Regions from separate parts of the Pan troglodytes genome. Here region 1 is linked to region 2. Evidence: chromatin contacts called from public HiChIP or PLAC-seq data. All regions are on one chromosome and are shown on one strand. The core of a region is the stretch at or near the end of the contact, and the rest is flanking DNA. Distances in the headings are between cores, read along the strand shown. Region 1 holds the start of PPP6R3 (protein phosphatase 6 regulatory subunit 3). Region 2 holds the start of C11H11orf24 (chromosome 11 C11orf24 homolog).

Region 1 (4,730 bases), core at 2,056-4,555, 190 kb after region 2:
GGCTGAGCTCAGATACCTCCTCCTCCAGGAAGTCCTCCCTGACTTCAACCTTCTGGTTAGGTTAGAAGCAAACCATAAGTGGAGACCTTAGGGGCCCACTTACGTTGGGCAAGGTACTGTATGATTTCATTATAATGTATATGGCCCTGTGACCCACCTCAGAGTCAGGGATGGAGGAGCCTGGTGCAGATACTGGCAAATCCTTTGATGATGAGTGAGTATAGGGATGCAAGTGTCGGTGGGGGTGTTGGGTCCTCCCTGGGCTCCCCAGCAGGGAAGGACGGATGGGAGCCCAGCCCTGGCTGCCCCCTCCTGCCCATGGCCCAGCCTCCCTCTCAGGCACCAGCCAGTCCCAGGACTCTCTGCAACCTTTCCCGGGCTCCTTAGTCCAGCTCCAAGCTGCCCCTCTGGCCCTGTGCTACACCTGGTGCTCCCTGCTCTCGCTTCCAGCCATCTTCTCTAGAGTATGGCCAGCCCTTCTTCTGCCCGGAAGCTTTCCTTGGCTTCCATGGTCTGAGCATAAACCCAGGTTCCTCCGCCTGGCTTCCAAAGCCTCCATGGTCCCTTCTGCACCTGCTTCTCGTGCTGTTGCCCCAGACCTGAGATCAGCCCCACCCTGCCTTCCACGGGGTGTGCTCCTTCCACCTTGCTGCCTCGGCCTCTCTCCCTGGTATGGCCGCTCCCGCCCTGCCCAGGTGATCAGCCTGTGAATCCCCTCCCTAACCCCCGCACAGAGCACACCTCCCAGGCTGGCTTCCGGCTTGACTATGTTCCTCCATGCCTCTCTGAGTAGCAGGATCAATGTGAGAAAGGTCTGCCCTGTCTGCAGCCTCCCCAGAAGCACAGTACTTTTCGTGGCGCGTACACGGGCTGGTAGATACAGTTGTCCCTCTGTATCCGTGGGAGATTGCTTCTGGGACCCCCAAGGATTCTCAAGTCCCGTATATAAAATGGCTTAGTACAGTTAACAACGGAGATGTGTTCTGAGAAATGCATCGTTAGGCAATTTTGTCCTTTGCAAACATCACAGGTATACTTAGCACAAACCCAGATGGTCTAGCCTACTACACACCTGGGCTATATGGGATAGCCTATCGCTCCTAGACTACACATCCATACAGCATGTTACTGTGCTGAATACTGAAAGCAGCTGTAACACAATGGTAAATATTTGTGTATCTAAACATAGAAAAGATCCAGTACAGCTGGGCGTGGTGGCTTACGCCTGTAATCCCAGCACTTTGGGAGGCTAAGGTGGGTGGATCACCTGAGGTCAGGAGTTCCAGACCAGCCTGGTCAACATGGTGAAACCCCCATCTCTACTAAAAATACAAAAATTAGTGGGACATGGTGGCATGCACCTGTAATTACAGCTACTGGGGAGGCTGAGGCAGGGAGAATTGCTTGAACCCAGGAGGCAGAGGTTGCAGTGAGCTGAGATCACCCCATTGTACTCCAGCCTGGGCGACAGAGCAAGACTCCATCTCAGAAAAAAAAAAAAAAAAAAAAGTCCAGTACAACTACAATATCATAATCTTATGAGACCAGTCTTTTTTGTTTTTATTTATTTATTTATTTTTTGAGACAGAGTTTCGCTCTGTCGTCGAGTCTAGAGTTCAGTGGTGCAATCTCGGCTCACTGCAAGCTCCGCCTTCCGGGTTCACGCCATTCTCCTGCCTCAGCCTCCTGAGTAGCTGGGACTACAGGCGCCCGCCACTGCGCCCGGCTATTTTTTTTTTCTTTTTGTATTTTTAGTAGAGACGGGGTTTCACCGTGTTAGCCAGGATGGTCTCGATCTCCTGACCTCGTGATCCACCCGCCTCGGCCTCCCAAAGTGCTGGGATTACAGGCGTGACCGCGCCGGGACCTCCTGTGGATTTTCATGGGACTCTGAGAGGCGCCTCAAATCCATTTTGGAATAAGGCAGGTTATTAGCATGGGGTCTAACCGTGGGCTGTCTCGGTGTCCCGGGCTGGCTCTTGGGGCGGGGGTCCTGATGTCCGGGACCTCGGTCCTACCTGGGAGGCACAGATATGGCGGGGAACGGGAAGCCCGGGGGAGCATTTAGAAGCTCGTGTGCACACGGAAACCCTGTCTCTACAAAAAATTAAATTAGCGGGGCCCAGTGGTGCGTGCCTGTGGTCCCAGCTACTCGGGAGGCTGAGGTGGGGGGACTGCTTGAGCCCAGGAGGTGGAGGCTGCAGTGAGTCATGATCACCCCACCGCACTCCAGCCTGGACAACAGAGCAAGACCTTGTCTCAAAAAAGACCCCAGGCCAGGAGCGGTGGCTCACCCCTATAACCCCTGCACTTTGGGAGGCTGAGGTGGGCGGATCACCTGAGGTCAGGAGTTCGAGACCAGCCTGGCCAACATGGTGAAACACCCGTCTCTTCTAAAAATACAAAAATTAGCCGGGCATGGTGGCGTGCGCTTGTAATCCCAGCTACACGAGAGGCTGAGACAGAACTGCTTGAACCTGGGAGGCGGAGGTTGCAATGAGCTGAGGTCGCACCACTGCACTCCAGCCTGGGGGACAACAGGGAAACTCCGTCTCAAACAAAACCAAACCCCAAAAGTTCTCGTCTAAATCCTTCCCCCAGGACAAGGGCACTTATCTCTTGGCGGTGCGTCACAGGTAGGGATATTCCGCGATCCCTCACCTTGACACCGCTACGAGGACAGCCACCTCTTTCGGGTAAAGAGACCGCAATGGGAAATCATTCTGATAAAATTCCCCTGCGGCGAATGCGGGCATCGATCCCGTTACCTCTCACATACTAAACGAACGCTTCTCCACTTAAGCTGATTCCCTAGCTCGGCCTAACCTTTGCAGCCGGCGCATATTGTGGCTCACGTCACCACCGGTGTCCCCCGCCGCCCCCGCCCCGCCCGGCCAGCTCGCCACCCTATTGGCTCCCTCACGGCTCCGGCTCCACGGCCATGATTGGCTTGGCTCAATTTAGTTTTAAAAAGCATTGGCCACTCGGATTGGTGGTCCGAAGCGTCCGTCAAGCGGAGGACCTGCTGTTGCTACGGCGTAGGGGGACCCAGCCAGGTTTCTCCCCGTTTCTGATTTGTTTCTCAGGCTCCGGGGTCCTAGAGGTTCCGGATCCGTCAAGTCCATGGGAAAAGAATGCGCCCCTCGCGCTTGACTGACGAGGCTTGCGGGCCAATCGGAACGGAGTCAAAGGAGCCGCTAGGCGATCCAATAGGTAGTAGGGGGCGGGAGAGAGGGGCCAATGAGCCTGGAGCTGGGGGCGGGGACAGGGCCGCGATTGGCTGAGAGGCGGCCAGAGGGAGGGCGGGGGGAACTCAAGGCCTGCTTGATACGTCCGCCATTTTGGGCGCTTCGCTGATGGTGTCGGTGAGCGCGTTTCCCGCCTGAGCGCAACTAGCGGCGGGTCGTGGGCACCTCCAGGTAATGGGGGTGGGGGAGGCGCCGGAGCAGGCCGCGGCGCGGGGTGTGCGAGGCGCGCGGGCAGGCGCGGGGCCCCTCCACCTGGGCCTCGGCGGCTCAGGGAGGGAACGTCCCGGCCCCTCTCCCCTCCCCCCCCGGAATTCGTCGCTCCGCGGGCCCGGGAGGCGCGGCGCCGAGTCCTTCCCGGCCGCTCCCCGTCCGCTCCTGTTAGCCGGGGGCCCCGCCAAGACGGGCGCCGGGAGCGGGACGCGGTCGGGGCGGCGAACTTTGTGCCTCGTTGACGTTCGCGGCCTGGCGCGGCGGGCGGGCGAGGCGCGCCCCTGACCCGGCTCTGGCTCCAGCCTTCCCGCCCGCCGGCCGCGGCCCGCAGTCTCGCCCCTCCCCGGCCCGCGCCCGGTCTCCGCTCCCGCTGGGCCTCCCGGGGGCCTCGGGGAGCGCGTCAAGTTGAGGCAGCAACTCGCCGTCAAGAGTCGCGAAGACCATTGTTGGACTCTGCTCTTCGGGAAACAAGTTTTGTGGGTTTCTGTTAATTCGCCGCAGAGTCATCGGGATCCACACCAGCCAGTTCCGAGGCTCCCAGTACCCTTCCCAGTGGCTTTTTAACTCCTGTGAGGTGGCTTGTATGTAAACTGTCTCGAATGCCTCCCTGGTGTATTTGAGCCGGGGGTGGGGGGGTGGGTGGTCCTTCTTGTGGCTTGAAGTCCCTCCCTCTTAAAGAAGCCCATTCACTGTTTACTTGGAGGTGTTTCCTGTTGAGGTCCTGCTGGCTGTGATCACAATTTGGACTTTTTAATTATAGGTGAACGGGATGGGTCTTTGGATGTACCTCCGTGCCCTGACGTTTCAACCGCGTGACTTAATGTCATTTTCCTGGTACTTCACATTTTCTCTGTGGGGCTTTGGGTCTGTTTTGCTTTTATGGGAGGGGGTGCTTGACAGGCGTTCCCTTTCATCCTCGCAGCACTTGTTGACGGGGTGGTGTCCTTTATTCGTGGGACGTTTACTTTGATTTTGTCCTCAAGGTCATGTTGCAGATAGGCTTCAAGGGGGACAGGGACTCCAGGTTTCCAACCACCGAACTGAGCAAGTGTATGAGACCCAGTTATGGTGGTGGTTGGGTTTTCCTCACTGTGGAGTGGAGTCAGTGACCACTTTTTAGCTCTGTGACCTTGGGCAAGTTACCCAGCTTCTCTTTTTTTTTCTCTGTAGTATGGGAATAATAATAAGTGTCCCAGCCATAAGTTTGTCAGGATAATTGCCCTAATACATGTAAAACAGCTAGAGCCGTGCCTGGCACATAGAATCACCTCA
Region 2 (5,134 bases), core at 144-2,643:
GCTTGGTAAAGGACTACAGCTGTTACCCCCACATTCTATCAGGCTATTAAGACTCACTCAGCAGCAACATGGCCAGGCCCCCACACCAAGTTAGGCAAGCTACAGATACCAAGGAGTAGGAACTGCAAACACAAATACAGGGCAAACTGCAGGTACCTAATCCTGACACATCACCTGGCTGAACTTTGGTAGCAGAAGCCCAAGGAACACAGACTTATGGCTTTGTGTATATAGACATTGTCCTGTAGCCCAAAGGATGTGACTCTGTGGCAGACGGGAACCTAGAACATTGGACATTTATTATATTACATTAACTACCTTGCTTGCTTCCAGGTTTCTGGAAGTTTTGGTAACACAGCTAAATACTAGGGCCTAGTTTTTGCTAAGAACGTGGGTAGCTCTGACATTCCTTTGTCCATTAGGCAGATCCACTGTATAAATGGAAACATTTATATTTTAAAGATTTTCCTAGCTGATTTTATCGAAATGTTAGAGATTTTCCTGGGGCGAGGGATAGCTGCAAGTTGTTACAGTCAGATTTCTAAGCACGATGATTATTTCTGGTGGCAAACCATGCGTGTGGAGGCCGATTCCTCCTATCAGCCTAACGATTAAGTCAACATGCTAAGCAGCCACACGGGGGCTACTAAGTGACTCGCACGGGGGAAGCAGGCAGGGAGACAGATGGGCAGGGGAGGGAATCTGGGGCAATGCACAACCTCCACCCAGGTAGAGAGAGGGTCTGGGGGATAGGTCTGTGTCACTCAAGTAAGAGCGACACTTCTTGGGGTCCAGTCCCGTCCTGGGCTTGCCCGGGAAAGACCCCAGGACAAATTCGGCCCCCTTCCAGAGTGTCCCCATTCTGCTCCCACAATGGGACAAGCCGGCCTCTTCTCCAGTCTGGGCCCCCTTCGGCCCTCCTCCCTCCTCCTGCCTCTTGGGCCCCCAGCCATGCTCGGCCCCCAGTTGACTTCTTCAGTACCTGCATTGCTCAGCGTCTTGCACTCTGTGCGTGCCCCATCCGCCGCTCCTCCTGTCCCGTTCCTCCTGCCTCTCTCAGCCCCACTCACTCTCCCACTGCCCCTCGTGCCCCCATCCAACCCTCCTCCTGCCCCCCACCTCTGTCTCTCAGTCCCAAGCCAGTCAGGGAGCCCTGACAGCAGCTACCCGGACGGCAGTGCGAGCCCCTTACCCGGGCGCAGCAGGCCCCCGGCGGCCTGGTGGCCCTCGGACAGTAGGAAGGAGCCTGAGGCCCGGCGCGGGGACGTGGCCGGCAGCGCAACCCAGGCAGCTCCGGGCAGCGCGCCCTGCCCGCGCCCCGCCCAAACGCCGGAAATGACGTCACGGAGGGCGGGGCGGGCCTCCTGGCCCGGGCGAAGAGCGGCTGCGGCGGGGCCTGTGGCGAACGGAGGCGAGCCGGAAGTGGGGGGGTTGTCTGCTCTCAGGCCCCGCCTCCCCGGGGCCGGCTCGGGCCACGTCTCGCGCGCTGCCAGAAGGAGCTATTTTGAGCAGGTCTGTGGCGGAAGTGGGTGTTCCCGGGTCTCTGCTGCCCAGCTGTGCCCGCTGCCGTCTTGGGGTCCCGGGGTGCGCGGGTTGGGCTGGGTGAGCTCAGAGGCACCTTGTCGGCAGCCGAGCCTGAAGAGGCGACCTCGAAACGCCTCGTGAGACCTTTCGCGGGCACACGCCCTTCGCGTTCCTCCGCTTCCTCCCACGTTTCTTCAGCCCCTGGCGGGGCGCTGGGGTGCCCGGTAGTTAAGGGTGGGGTGGCAGCGAGCGTTTCTGTGCACCCGCAGCGTGCCACGCCCGTGCTAAGCACTTTGCCTATAGAGCCAGTGAATTAATTCTGCAATAGCACAGTGAAGAACTTCGCCCCATTTTACAGACGTGGAAATAGGCTCATCAAGTGCTCTGTAATTGTAAAACCTGGGATAACAAAGGAGCAAAACGCAATGTAGAGGCAAGTGTGTGGGACTTGACTTTGGTTAGAAATAGGCTTTGCAGGCCAGGCGCGGTGGCTCTTGCCTGTAATCCTAGCACTTTGGGAGGCCGAGACGGGCGGATTATCTGAGCTCAGGAGTTCGAGACCAGCCTGGGCAACATGGTGAAACCCCGTGTCTACTAAAATACAAAAAATTAGCCGGGCGTGGTGGCGTGCGCCTGTAGTCCCAGCTACTCGGGAGGCTGAGGCAGGAGAATTGCTTGAACCTGGGAGGTGGAGGTTGAAGTGAGCAGAGATCGTGCCACTGCACTCCAGCCTGGGCGACAGAGCGAGACTCTGTCTCCAAAAAAAAAAAAAAAAAAAAAAAGAAAGAAAGAAATAGGCTTTGCAAGTTAGTAGTTCTGTGACTGAATCCCAGTCTGTATAAGACCCTCAGGCATCCCCCGGTCCAAACCAAAACCTGTCTGCGAAGGATGATTTCACAGGAGCAAACCAAGACTTTATTTCCAGTTTTATAACCTGCCTTGGGGTCTTCGGCTAGGAAGCTAAGAGACACAGAAAGCTGAGATTGGGCAAAGACAGGATCTACCATCCACTCCGAGCTCTGGGAGCACCTGAAATGCGATTTGATGTCACCACCACCATCCCCAGTTCAACCACAGTTCATGTGTGGAATTTAACCTGCAAAGTTGGGTTTGCTGAGACCCAACGCCGGTTGAATCATGTGAAGATCAGATCCTTTCACTATGTATTTGCTTTAATTTTTCCAACTAGTTCGGATCTAACATGAAGTACGGTATTGAGGCTCACTCCAGAAGTGAAAATATACAATCGTCAGGCAGATTTTAGTTCTTTGCCTGCCCTTTTCAAAAATCAATGACTGGGCTGGGCGCGGTGGCTCACGCCTGTAATCCCAACATTTTGGGAGGCCAAGGCGGGCGGATCACCTGAGGTCAGGAGTTTGAGACCAGCCTGACCAATATGGTGAAACCCGTCTCTACTAAAAATATAAAAATTAGCCAGGCGTGGTGGCGTGTGCCTGTATTCCCAGCTACTCGGGAGTCTGAGACAGGAAAATTGCTTGAACCTGGGAGGGGGAGGCTTCAGTGAGCCAAGATCTCACCACTGCACTCCAGCCTAGGCGACAGAGCGAGACTCCTTCTAAAAAAAAAAAAAAAAAAAAAATCAATGACTGTGACTCTGTTTTCATTTCCTCTTTGGCAACATAGGGACAATTTTTACTGCTGGGGCTGAAATTACAAACATAAGACACAGCCTCTCCTCTAGAGCAGCTGGGCAGCTAGACTTCCATCTGCTTGCTTTTTTTTTTTTTTTTTTAGACACGGAGTCTTGCTCTGTCGCCCAGGCTGGAGTGCAGTGGCGCCATCTCGGCTCACTGCAAGCCCCGCCTCACGGGTTCACGCCGTTCTTCTGCCTCAGCCCCCCGAGTAGCTGGGACTACAGGCGCCCGCCACCACGCCCAGCTAATTTTTTGTATTTTTAGTAGAGACAGGGTTTCACCATGTTAGCCAGGATGGTCTTGATCTCCTGACCCAGTGATCCGCCCGCCTCGGACTCCCAAAGTGTTGGGATTACAGGCGTGAGCCACCGCGCCCAGCCCATCTGCTTTCTTAAATTTCTATTGGAACAGAGTCATGCCTCTTCATTAGGTATTGTCTGTGGCTGCTTTTTTGATAAAAGGGCACGGTCGACTAGTTGTAGAGACTATATGGCTCACAAGTCCTAAAATATTTACTCTCTGGCCCTTTACAGAATATATTTGCTGATCTCCAGTCTAGAGTGTTACTGATGGGTTTCTGACACAGAAATATCTGGCTGAGATGGTCCAACATACCGAGAAACTCATTCTCTCCTATGAGAAAGTCATATTCTCTGATAGCATCTTTGGTCACCTGAAACCTAGAGTCCATTGAAGGCACAGCTCTGGGAACTGCAAAACTGTTCTGTGGAGTGTTATGGAGAGTAAAGCCAGGCAGACCAGCTGCTTCTGAGGGCTGTGGATAAAATAGAGAATGATACACTTACATCCTCTACCTTTTGTTTCCAGGCACGGATCATTTCAGGTGCCTTCTGTGCAGAAATAGCTGAATAAACTTGGAGCTTGGTCCTCTTTGTTGTTGAATTTACAATGTTATTTGAATGTAAGACCTTGTAGATACGACATTTGAAAGTTAGGGCTCTGGAATGGCACTGCCTGGCTTCAGACCCTTCATTTTTTTGCTAAATGACAACAAACAAGAAGCTTAGGCTCTGTGCCTCCGTTTCATCATAGTCAATTCTGGTATTTGCAGTAGTTATGTTGAATAAAGTCACCCAGTACACGGACTTAGCAAATACTGCTCCTTGGAAACCACAGCTCCTAGGGAAGATACAGGGTTAGGTTCCTGTGAACCTCTGATCACAACATTTTTATCAACAGATCAATATACATAACTTTGTTTTTGTGTGTGTGTTTCTATTTAAAGATGCTTTATTTAGGCCAGACACAGTGGCTCGTGCCTATAATCCCAGCACTTCGGGAGGCCGAGGCGGATGGATCACCTGAGGTCAGGAGTTCAAGACCAGCCTGGCCAACATGGTGGAACCCTATCTCCACTAAAATCACAAAAATTAGCCAGGTGTTGTGGCCCATGCCTATAGTCCCAGCTACTGGGGAGGCTGAGGCAGGAGAATCACTTGAACCCGGGAGGTGGAGGCTACGGTGAGCCAAGATCACGCCATTGTACTCCAGCCTGGGCAACAGAGCGAGACTCCATCTCAAACAAAACAAAACAGAAACAAACAAAAAGAAGCCTTATTTAATGTCTATTATTGACTCATTAATTAACATTGAAAATGAGATGGGAATAATATAGGGTGGTCACAGGAGAATTAAATTCCAGGCAGCAGTTTTACATAACTAGAGACTATCGTCTGCTAAGACCCTGAAAAACCAAGGTATGAACCAAGCTGGCTAAGACCAACTGGACCCAACATGGTGCTGGGCTTGACCCAGGCTTCCCCTAGGACCTCATTATGTGCTCATTAACATACTAAACACACAACCACCAGTACCATGACAGTTTCAGGAACACTCAGATTTGGCGCATAAATGGGTGACACCACCGCTCCAAGAAATCTCTACCTTTTCCCAGGAATTTTCATGAATATTCCACCTCTTGGTTGAAGAAACCC

What was found. HiChIP or PLAC-seq counts read pairs in DNA pulled down with a chosen protein or histone mark.
Region 1: an H3K4me3 HiChIP or PLAC-seq map of stem cell-derived excitatory neurons shows a contact between it and region 2, with 3 times the contacts expected there. The contact joins the promoter of PPP6R3 here to the promoter of C11H11orf24 in region 2. A contact is called at or near these places in 1 of 7 Hi-C or Micro-C datasets (blood) and 1 of 1 datasets of contacts at active chromatin or transcription factors (stem cell-derived excitatory neurons).

What each region holds. Positions count from the first base shown.
Region 1 is chr9:70,502,028-70,506,757 of NHGRI_mPanTro3-v2.0_pri, forward strand. PPP6R3 (protein phosphatase 6 regulatory subunit 3) reads left to right here and starts at 3,306. Exons shown (of 24, transcript XM_001173771.7): 1 at 3,306-3,419.
Region 2 is chr9:70,313,319-70,318,452 of NHGRI_mPanTro3-v2.0_pri, forward strand. C11H11orf24 (chromosome 11 C11orf24 homolog) reads right to left here and starts at 1,394. Exons shown (of 5, transcript XM_016921394.3): 1 at 1,193-1,394. LOC107967134 (a long non-coding RNA gene) reads left to right here and starts at 1,417. Exons shown (of 5, transcript XR_008537862.2): 1 at 1,417-1,512.